3 separate regions of the Gossypium hirsutum genome follow, and regions 1 and 2 are each linked to region 3. Evidence: chromatin contacts called from public Hi-C data. All regions are on one chromosome and are shown on one strand. The core of a region is the stretch at or near the end of the contact, and the rest is flanking DNA. Distances in the headings are between cores, read along the strand shown.

Evidence for each region. A called contact is a pair of places that touch in the nucleus more often than the background predicts.
Region 1: a Hi-C map of leaf shows a contact between it and region 3, with 2.6 times the contacts expected there. The contact joins the promoter of LOC107922242 here to the promoter of LOC121213599 in region 3. A contact is called at or near these places in 6 of 34 Hi-C or Micro-C datasets (anther, callus, fibers and 1 more).
Region 2: a Hi-C map of leaf shows a contact between it and region 3, with 2.8 times the contacts expected there. The contact joins the promoter of LOC107922493 here to the promoter of LOC121213599 in region 3. A contact is called at or near these places in 9 of 34 Hi-C or Micro-C datasets (hypocotyl and leaf).

Annotation. Positions count from the first base shown.
Region 1 is chrD01:54,863,521-54,866,220 of Gossypium_hirsutum_v2.1, reverse strand. LOC107922242 (CTL-like protein DDB_G0288717) reads right to left here and starts at 1,409. Exons shown (of 3, transcript XM_016852162.2): 1 at 55-1,409. The coding sequence starts at 1,127.
Region 2 is chrD01:54,763,924-54,766,623 of Gossypium_hirsutum_v2.1, reverse strand. It overlaps LOC107922493 (protein NUCLEAR FUSION DEFECTIVE 4), which reads left to right and starts at 1,291. Exons shown (of 2, transcript XM_016852562.2): 1 at 1,291-2,618. The coding sequence starts at 1,435.
Region 3 is chrD01:54,995,818-54,998,517 of Gossypium_hirsutum_v2.1, reverse strand. LOC121213599 reads left to right here and starts at 1,406. Exons shown (of 1, transcript XM_041086395.1): 1 at 1,406-1,969. The coding sequence starts at 1,406. The coding sequence ends at 1,969. It overlaps LOC107922436 (histidine biosynthesis bifunctional protein hisIE, chloroplastic), which reads right to left and starts at 2,206. Exons shown (of 6, transcript XM_041087435.1): 1 at 1,997-2,206.

The sequences.
Region 1 (2,700 bases), core at 160-2,659, 130 kb after region 3:
ATATTGAAATGCAAAGATCTTTATTCAGAAAAGCTAAAAACAGTAGCAAGTTACCTCAAAGATCTCCTTATGCTCCGGTGAGGTTTCGTATCATCTTTGGAGAAGTACCACTGAGCAATGGTGCCACTGGTAACATAAACCTGAGCTTCCACCATACTGGTCAAGGACCACAACATTGTCAAAATAGCCAATGTAAAATAAGCAGGCACCCAGCTATCTTGTTTCCAAACACAAGTATACTCCCCATTCGATTCTTTAGCCACAATTTTCCCATTAAACCTAGAAAACACCAAGAACACAACAATTGACGCATAATAAGCCAACAATCCAACGGTCAACAACGGTATCACCAAAAACAACCCTAAATTCCTCGAAAGCGCATCGGAAGCAACCCCGATAATCCTCACAGTCAACTCGATCCGATGCCAATTAGCCACAATGATCCAAACAATAACCCCAACTATTAACAAAATGAAAATAAGCACCAGAATTCTATAGACCAAAGGGAAAGCATCACTACAAGAAGAGCTCAAGGTACAAGCAACGAACCAATAAACATCAAAGAAAACCGGCATGATTATAAAGAAAGGAAGCAAGACATAAACGATCTGCTTGGTGTAGTGTTTGAGTAATAAAAGCAAAAGCAAACATATGGGTACACTTAAAACTGAAGTTATCACAAGGGTCCATACTAAATACGTCCAAAGACTGGAACTTGACAACGCAAAAAATGAAGTTTCAGAGACCCATAATTGACTTGATAAAAAGGAAGTATCTTGAACGCACGAAGTGGAATTGGAATCGTAGGTGAAGGCCGAAACGTTGGAGTAGTTGCCGTTTCGATGGAAGATTGAGAAAATACCGAAAGCGAAAGTGCAGAGGACGAAGAGAAGGAAGAGGATGAGGAAAGGGAGGTCTTTGAAAGGTCTGGGCCCGTAATTGAAAGAGATCTGGAGGGACTGAGTTGGGTCGGATTCGGAGGGGCCGGATTGAGGTGGTTCTTCGATTGGAGGAGATGGGTAGGCAGAGCCGGTGGTGGGTTTGAAGAGGAGAGGTTCGGTGGAGGAAGCGGCGTCGTATAGAGATGTGGGTTTGGAAGTGGTGGTATCTTCTTCCGTGCTGCCCATCGCAGCGACGAATCAAGGGACGGAGAAAACAAAACAACCGTGGGGAGAGACGTTTTATCTGATTAGCAAGAAGAAATTTTAGGACTTTGGCTTTCAATAATTATTGTTTTGTTCGTTTTAGTACTTTTTGGGGGGATTTATTTAATTTTAAATTTATTTGGGGGTTTTTGTTTGACTGTTTGTTCATGGAATGGAAGCCGAATTACTAAACTGAGAGCTGGAGAAGAAGATGAGTGGGTTTGGACCGTTTGGTCGTGGTGGAACGGAACTGTTGAAGTGCCACGTGGAACTATTCATTACTAAAATAAATATGAGATAAGTCCATTATTTTCGGGTGAACTATTACTTAAAAATGTCAAAGAAATATAGTTTTTTTTAAATAATTATAATTAAATTTCAATAATATATTTTTAATTATTAGAAAAACACTAAGTGAATTTAACAAGTGTACATAATGAAGTAGTTGGAGTTGATGACCACGATTCATGGTATCAAAAAGCAACAACAAAGGCGTTCAATCCATTTTTGTTTTTTCATCTTGTTAATTTTAGTATTAAAGTGGTAATTTATGACAGATTTTGTCACTCTTAGATCAATCCTTTTTTTCTTGTGATCTAAGGGAAAGATTATACCTACTTGGTGATTTACCATAACATAAAATTATCTTTACTTAATACATTATCAAATATATTATATTTTTTATTTCATTTATTTAACTCAAATATAAAATCTTATTATTTAAAGTATGAAAAATATTATTACACAAAATGTTATATTTTCTCAACTAAAAGTAGTACGACAAAATGTTATAGAGTAGACATGCTAAATTTTCTCAACTAATAATAATTAAGTTATCATTATCGGTTGTAAAGAATATAGTTTTATATATATTTGATTCTCTAATTTTATAAAAAAAATTATTTTAGTATTTTATTTAATTTTGACCTAATTGCATAAAATACCCTCAACGTTTATAGATTTTTAGGTTTGGGCCCTTAATCCCTTTTTTTATTGACATCCTCAATATTACGATTTTTTAAAAATTAGTCTAATTTTAACGGTAAACGTGAGTTAACCGTCAATCAAATGACAAGTTAACGAAATAACCTATGTGTCATGTCACATTAGCACAATGTTATAGATGACATCATCAAAACAATTTTCTTTCCCATATTCTTTCTTTCTCTCTTCCCTTCTCATTGTTGCTCCAATAAAACATTTTTTTCTCAACGTTTTCCCAAATTTTCTCTCTTTCCAAACACCCAAATTCAAATTGAAAATACATATTTCAAAAAATAAAGAATAGAAATTAATAAATTACAAAAGATGATTAAACTCACACAAAATTATTTTTGAAACAAACAAAGAAATGGCAGACTCAATCTTAAAAAAATGAAAAAGGAAACATTAACGTTGAAGTAGTAGAACAAGAAAAGTTTCATTGTCTTTCTCTGTTCAGTCTCTGTGATTAACTTGTGAGCTAACTGAATTTAACTCAAGAGAGAAAAAGAATGAATCAGGAAGCGTTTATTTATAGCTTCATTGCTCGAGGAACAACGATCTTGGCTGAATA
Region 2 (2,700 bases), core at 42-2,541, 230 kb after region 3:
AATAGCATGGCAAAATAATATAATACCCTAAAGTTTAAAAATCAATTTAAAATATAAATTATAATTCAGGGATATTTATGCAATTAACTCTTGTTTTATTTTCCACAAAAAATCAAAATTCCTTTTATTAAAAAAAGAAAAGAAAAAATTAATAACTTTCTTTTCTTTCTTTTTCACTTTTTTATTAGAAAAATTGTTGTGAACAGAAAATAATAAAAATCGAAACTTGGTCCTACCACCTTTTTTTTCTTTTCAAAGATGGCCCAATCAGTTTTTTTTCCTAATAACTTTTAATATTTTTAGGAATAAATTATACTAACAGTCACTCAACTTTGATCTTGATGACAAAACAGTCACTCAACTTTCAATTCGGTCACTATACTTTTAAAAAATAATAAATCGATCACCAACGTGTCATGTTGGACATGAGGAGCAGAAGGGTCTTCTTCTTCTAAAGCAGGCCCCTTCTTTCTTTTCCCCTCTTTTCTTCATTTTTTTTGTTTTTGTATTCTATATATAGAATAATCTCATTTGGTAGAATTTGATTTTGAAGTTTTATTTTACTCATTAAACTGTACCACCAAACCACGTCGATTATACTCGTTTTCTATTGAGCAAAGAGAAATAAAAAATAAAAAATCAAACAAAACAAAAATCAACAACAACCAAGAAAAATTAAATCCCAATTCCGAAATGGAACACTTCAATTTTAAGAAAGAAGTTAAATAATTAAAAGATAAATGAAACCCTTAATTTTTTTTTTCAAATGAGAAAGGAAATAAGAAGGTAAAAATAATTGTTTGATACAAAACAAAAAAGCAAATGAAAAAAATACAGCTTTGATGAAATTAAAGAATTAAAATTGGGGAAAAATAATAAAATAATATTTGGATTTCCCCTCTATTCTCTCTTCAACTTTATCTTCCTCTTTCTAGGGGTTTGTTAATAGTTGTATTGGTGTTTTTGGATGAAGGGATTGTTCTAAAGGGAAAAAATAGAGAGAAATATAACATAGAGAAATAAAGAAAGAAGTTGAAAAGAATTTTAATTTTTGATAATAGTCAAATTTTTATTAAGGTTGTTTAAATGACAGCATAGACTCTAAGGTGACCGATTAAATATCGCGTCAATTTTCCATTAATTCGTAATGGAAAATAGTTAGTAAAACTGATTTGTTATTTTCTGAATTGAATTAAAAGTTAAATGAATATTTTGTGATTTAAATCAAAGTTGAATTACTAATTTATTATTATTATTTAATTAACCGAAGTCTACGGATTCTACATATGGGTCCAAACTTTTACTCTTTAAATAACCAAGCAAGGCCGCAAGTCACAAATACAGGAAGGCTCTAAATTTCGAGCTCTGAAAACTTTAAAAATCCATCCCACACCTACCGTTCAAAGTGTAGTGGTTGTCGGCGAGATTTTTCTGATGGGGATTCGAGAAAGTCACACGTTCAGTGCCTGGAAATGGCTAGGCTTCGTATCTGCAGTATGGGTGCAGACCATTTCAGGCAATAATTACACTTTCTCAAACTACTCTGATGCCATCAAGACGCTTATGAACCTTACCCAGCTTCAGCTTAACAATTTGTCAGTGGCTAAAGATGTTGGTAAGGCTTTTGGTCTCCTTGCCGGTCTTGCCTCTGATCGTTTGCCCACTCCCGTCATCCTCCTTATTGGTGCCATTGAAGGCTTGATTGGGTATGGTGCTCAATGGCTTGTCGTCAGTCAGAAAATCCATCCACTTCCTTACTGGCAGATGTGTATATTTATGTGCTTGGGAGGCAACAGCACCACATGGATGAACACTGCCGTGTTAGTCACTTGCATCCGCAACTTCCGGCGAAACCGTGGTCCGGTCTCCGGAATCTTAAAAGGGTATGTCGGTCTCAGCACCGCTATCTTCACAGACTTATGCTCTGCCCTCTTCTCCGATGACCCAGCACGATTCCTCGTCATGCTTGCCGTAATCCCTTTTGCTGTTTGCCTTGTCGCCATCTTATTCCTCCGTGAAATCCCCCAATCTACTTCCGTCGCTGCGGAGAAGGAAGAAGCCCGCTATTTCGCAATATTCAACATAGTCGCCGTCGTCGTCGCTGTTTATCTTTTAACTTACGACCTCATCGGTTCAACCAATCAAGTGTTTTCGCTGGTTTTCGCGGTTATACTTCTTATTTTATTAGCTAGTCCGTTGGCGGTGCCGATATATGCTTTTGTAAAGAGTTGGCGCTTGGTCGGGTTCGAAGCTGACATGGAGCGACAACAACCGTTGCTGAAAGAGGAAACTACGTCGCCGCCGGCGGAGACAAAGGAGATCATTACCGAAGTGGCAGCAGCAGCTTCGGCGGATGACGCAACGGTGTTAGTGGAAAAGACAAAACCGGTGATAGGAGAGGAGCACACGATAATGGAGGCGATGCAGACATGGGACTTTTGGGTATTGTTCACATCGTTCCTTTGTGGGGTGGGAACAGGTATGGCGGTGATAAACAACATGGCACAGATCGGGTTAGCCTTGGGTCACGCCGACGTTTCTATATTCATTTCATTGACCAGTATTTGGGGCTTTTTTGGACGAATCATTTCCGGCTCTGTTTCCGAGTACTTTCTCAAGTAAGCTTCTTCCATTCCTTGCCCTTAACCTCAACTTGTTCTTTTTTTGTTGTTGCCAAAAACCTTAACTTTTGCTTGATTG
Region 3 (2,700 bases), core at 157-2,656:
CAACAAGAAGGTAAACCTAACTAAGGTTGAGATTGAATATAAAGCCACACAGTTTGTAGTTTATATTGCTTCAAGGGATGAGTCATATGGGAATGAATCAAAATTCAAATTTTTTTCAGAGAACAGAATGAGGTGTAAAATGTTAGCAAATAAAAAACCTTTCTTGTATAAGGATGTCAGGCAATGGAGAAGCACCAACACGGATTTTCCCCTCTCGTACTGGTGTCCTACAGAATACGAACTGTCAAGACACCATTGTCCGAAAATGGACACGGATGACTGGCGGCCGGCGAGCGGATGAAGAAGAAGAGGCATTCTGCTGATGAGTGATGAAGAAGAAGCAGTTGTGGCGGCTGAAAGGAAGGAAAAAGTTATAGAATCAGATCAGAGAAAAACTCACTTGGTGTGGCCGGTCCTCCAGTTTTTTTTGCAGCTACCTTCAGGAACAAAAGATTTGCTGGCAGCTTCTGTTTCATGTTGGGAGGGAGAGGGTGGAGGTGGCTTTCGGGTTGGGAGGGTAAAACAGGGCAGATGAAATCGAGAGCTGTAATGGGGAAGCAAAACTGAGCTTTTGGAAGGGAATAGAAAGCAGCAGATTTTAAGAATAGGGGCGTAATGTAATAAGCCCATAATAGGGCATTACACCCAACCAAACGACGGAATAGGTGGGGCCCATGGAATAGGGCTGTAATGGCATACCCATTACACCGAACCAAACAGCACGTTAAGCTGCCAAGGTTTATTGCAAAAGGGCTCCTGCTGGCAAGTTGGTTCGGGGGAAAGCATTTTAATCTCGGAGCATGCATGGATTCCAGGTTCAGTTAATTACAAATTATGTGATGACATGCAAAATAATGTTGTTTCCTTTATGGCGTAACTTATTGATAATATTACGAGGGATTGGAATAAGGAGATTGTGTTCAATACCTTCTCGTCTGGGGATGCAAAACGAATTCTACGGATACTATTGGCCAAGGTCCAACATGATGACTTTGTGGTGTGGCGGGGTGAACACTCGGGGAAGTTCTCGATCCGGAGTGCCTATAAACTATTACAAGTAGGTATTTTTGGGACTAATTTTAATGATTTACTGACCATTTCTAATGCTTTTTATAGGAAGCTCTACAGCCTTAAACTTCCCACTAAGATTAAGATTACAATCTGCAAAATTGCTAACAATTATATCCCTACATTTACAAATCTGAACCTTCAAACCTTGGTGATTAATACTGTCTGCCCTCGATGTACGGAGGGTACGGAAAATTGGGACCATGATTTTTGAAATTGCCTTGTATTACAAGTATGGTCACAATTAGGCCTTCGTTGGGTTTTAAACAGAGCAGATTTGGGCGGGTTTGAATAGCTTACCTAGGTGTTTAGGGAGAGTAATCATCATACTAGTAGGATGTTTGGAGGGGCACTATGGGCAATCTGGTTAGATAGAAACAAAACAGTTAATGAGAAACAGACAAAAACTGGACGGAAGATCGCAAATGATTTACTTTGCTGCTTAGTGGAAATTGATAAATCAGAGTTAGATGGGCCTACTAGAATGAGTGCGAATGATCAGTGGATTCCCACACATGGTGAACTTATCGAAGTTAATTTTGATGAGGCTTTTGACAAAGATTGTCTTCAATCTTGCTCTAGAAGAGTGGCAAGAAACGCTGGCGGTTGGGTTCTGGTCTCACGAACAATACTTCATGAAAATGTTGCGTCCGCTTTCGCTGTAGAGGCCCTTGCATGTTCTTGGGCAGTACAAACAAGTATGGAAAAGGGCTGGTCAGATCTTATCTTTGAAGGGGACTCGTTATCAGTTGTTAATAAATGTCGAATAAATTCCCTTAATAAGTCGGAAATTGGTGCTTATATAAGGAATATTCAACAAATTTCGAAAAAATTCCGGTGGGTTCGATTTCAACATGTGAACAGGAAAGCCAATCAACTTTCTCATATACTAACGGCATAATGTTTAAGAAGGAAGGAGCAAACTTACATGGAAGGTGGGGTTTCCAGATCTGGCAGACGGAGAATGGAAGATGACTAGCCGCGCGAACCAGATTGAAAGAGCTCTTGTGTTTAGGGGATGAAAGAATCGGGAACGATGGAAAAGAAATGGAAGAGGGTTTTTGGTTCTCTTGGAAGATGCAACCGCCTGGTCTTGAAATGTGGAAATGAATTGTTGGGCTTTTTTCATCATTGAATGTGGCTGGTCAGTCTTTTGGTCTGCTTTATTTATTTTACCTTAATTTGTTTTAGGACTGGTTGGTTTTGGGCATTGTGTTGTTGGGTCGGGTCATTTATGCTTTCTTTTTTGCTTTTAAGCCCGTGGATTTTGGGTCTTATTCAGTTTTGTTTTTTCTTTTGTATATTAATAAAATCTAGCCCATTTATTGATTAAAAAATTAATTTAATATACTTTTATTAATACATACACATGTTTATTTAAAATTATTTTTAATTTCCATTTAAAAATATTTGGGATAGTTTGTGTTTAAAAAATAAAATATATTGATTAAATAATTGTTGGGATAATTTCTGTTTTTAAAAAATAAAGTATATTGATAAAAAAAATTATTGTTAAATTTTGTGCAATTTTTTATATCCGATAGAAATTAAATTTTATACTTGTGAAAATTTGATCAATTTTTTAAATAGATAAGAAATTTTAAATTTTATACTTAAATTTTAGGCCATCAA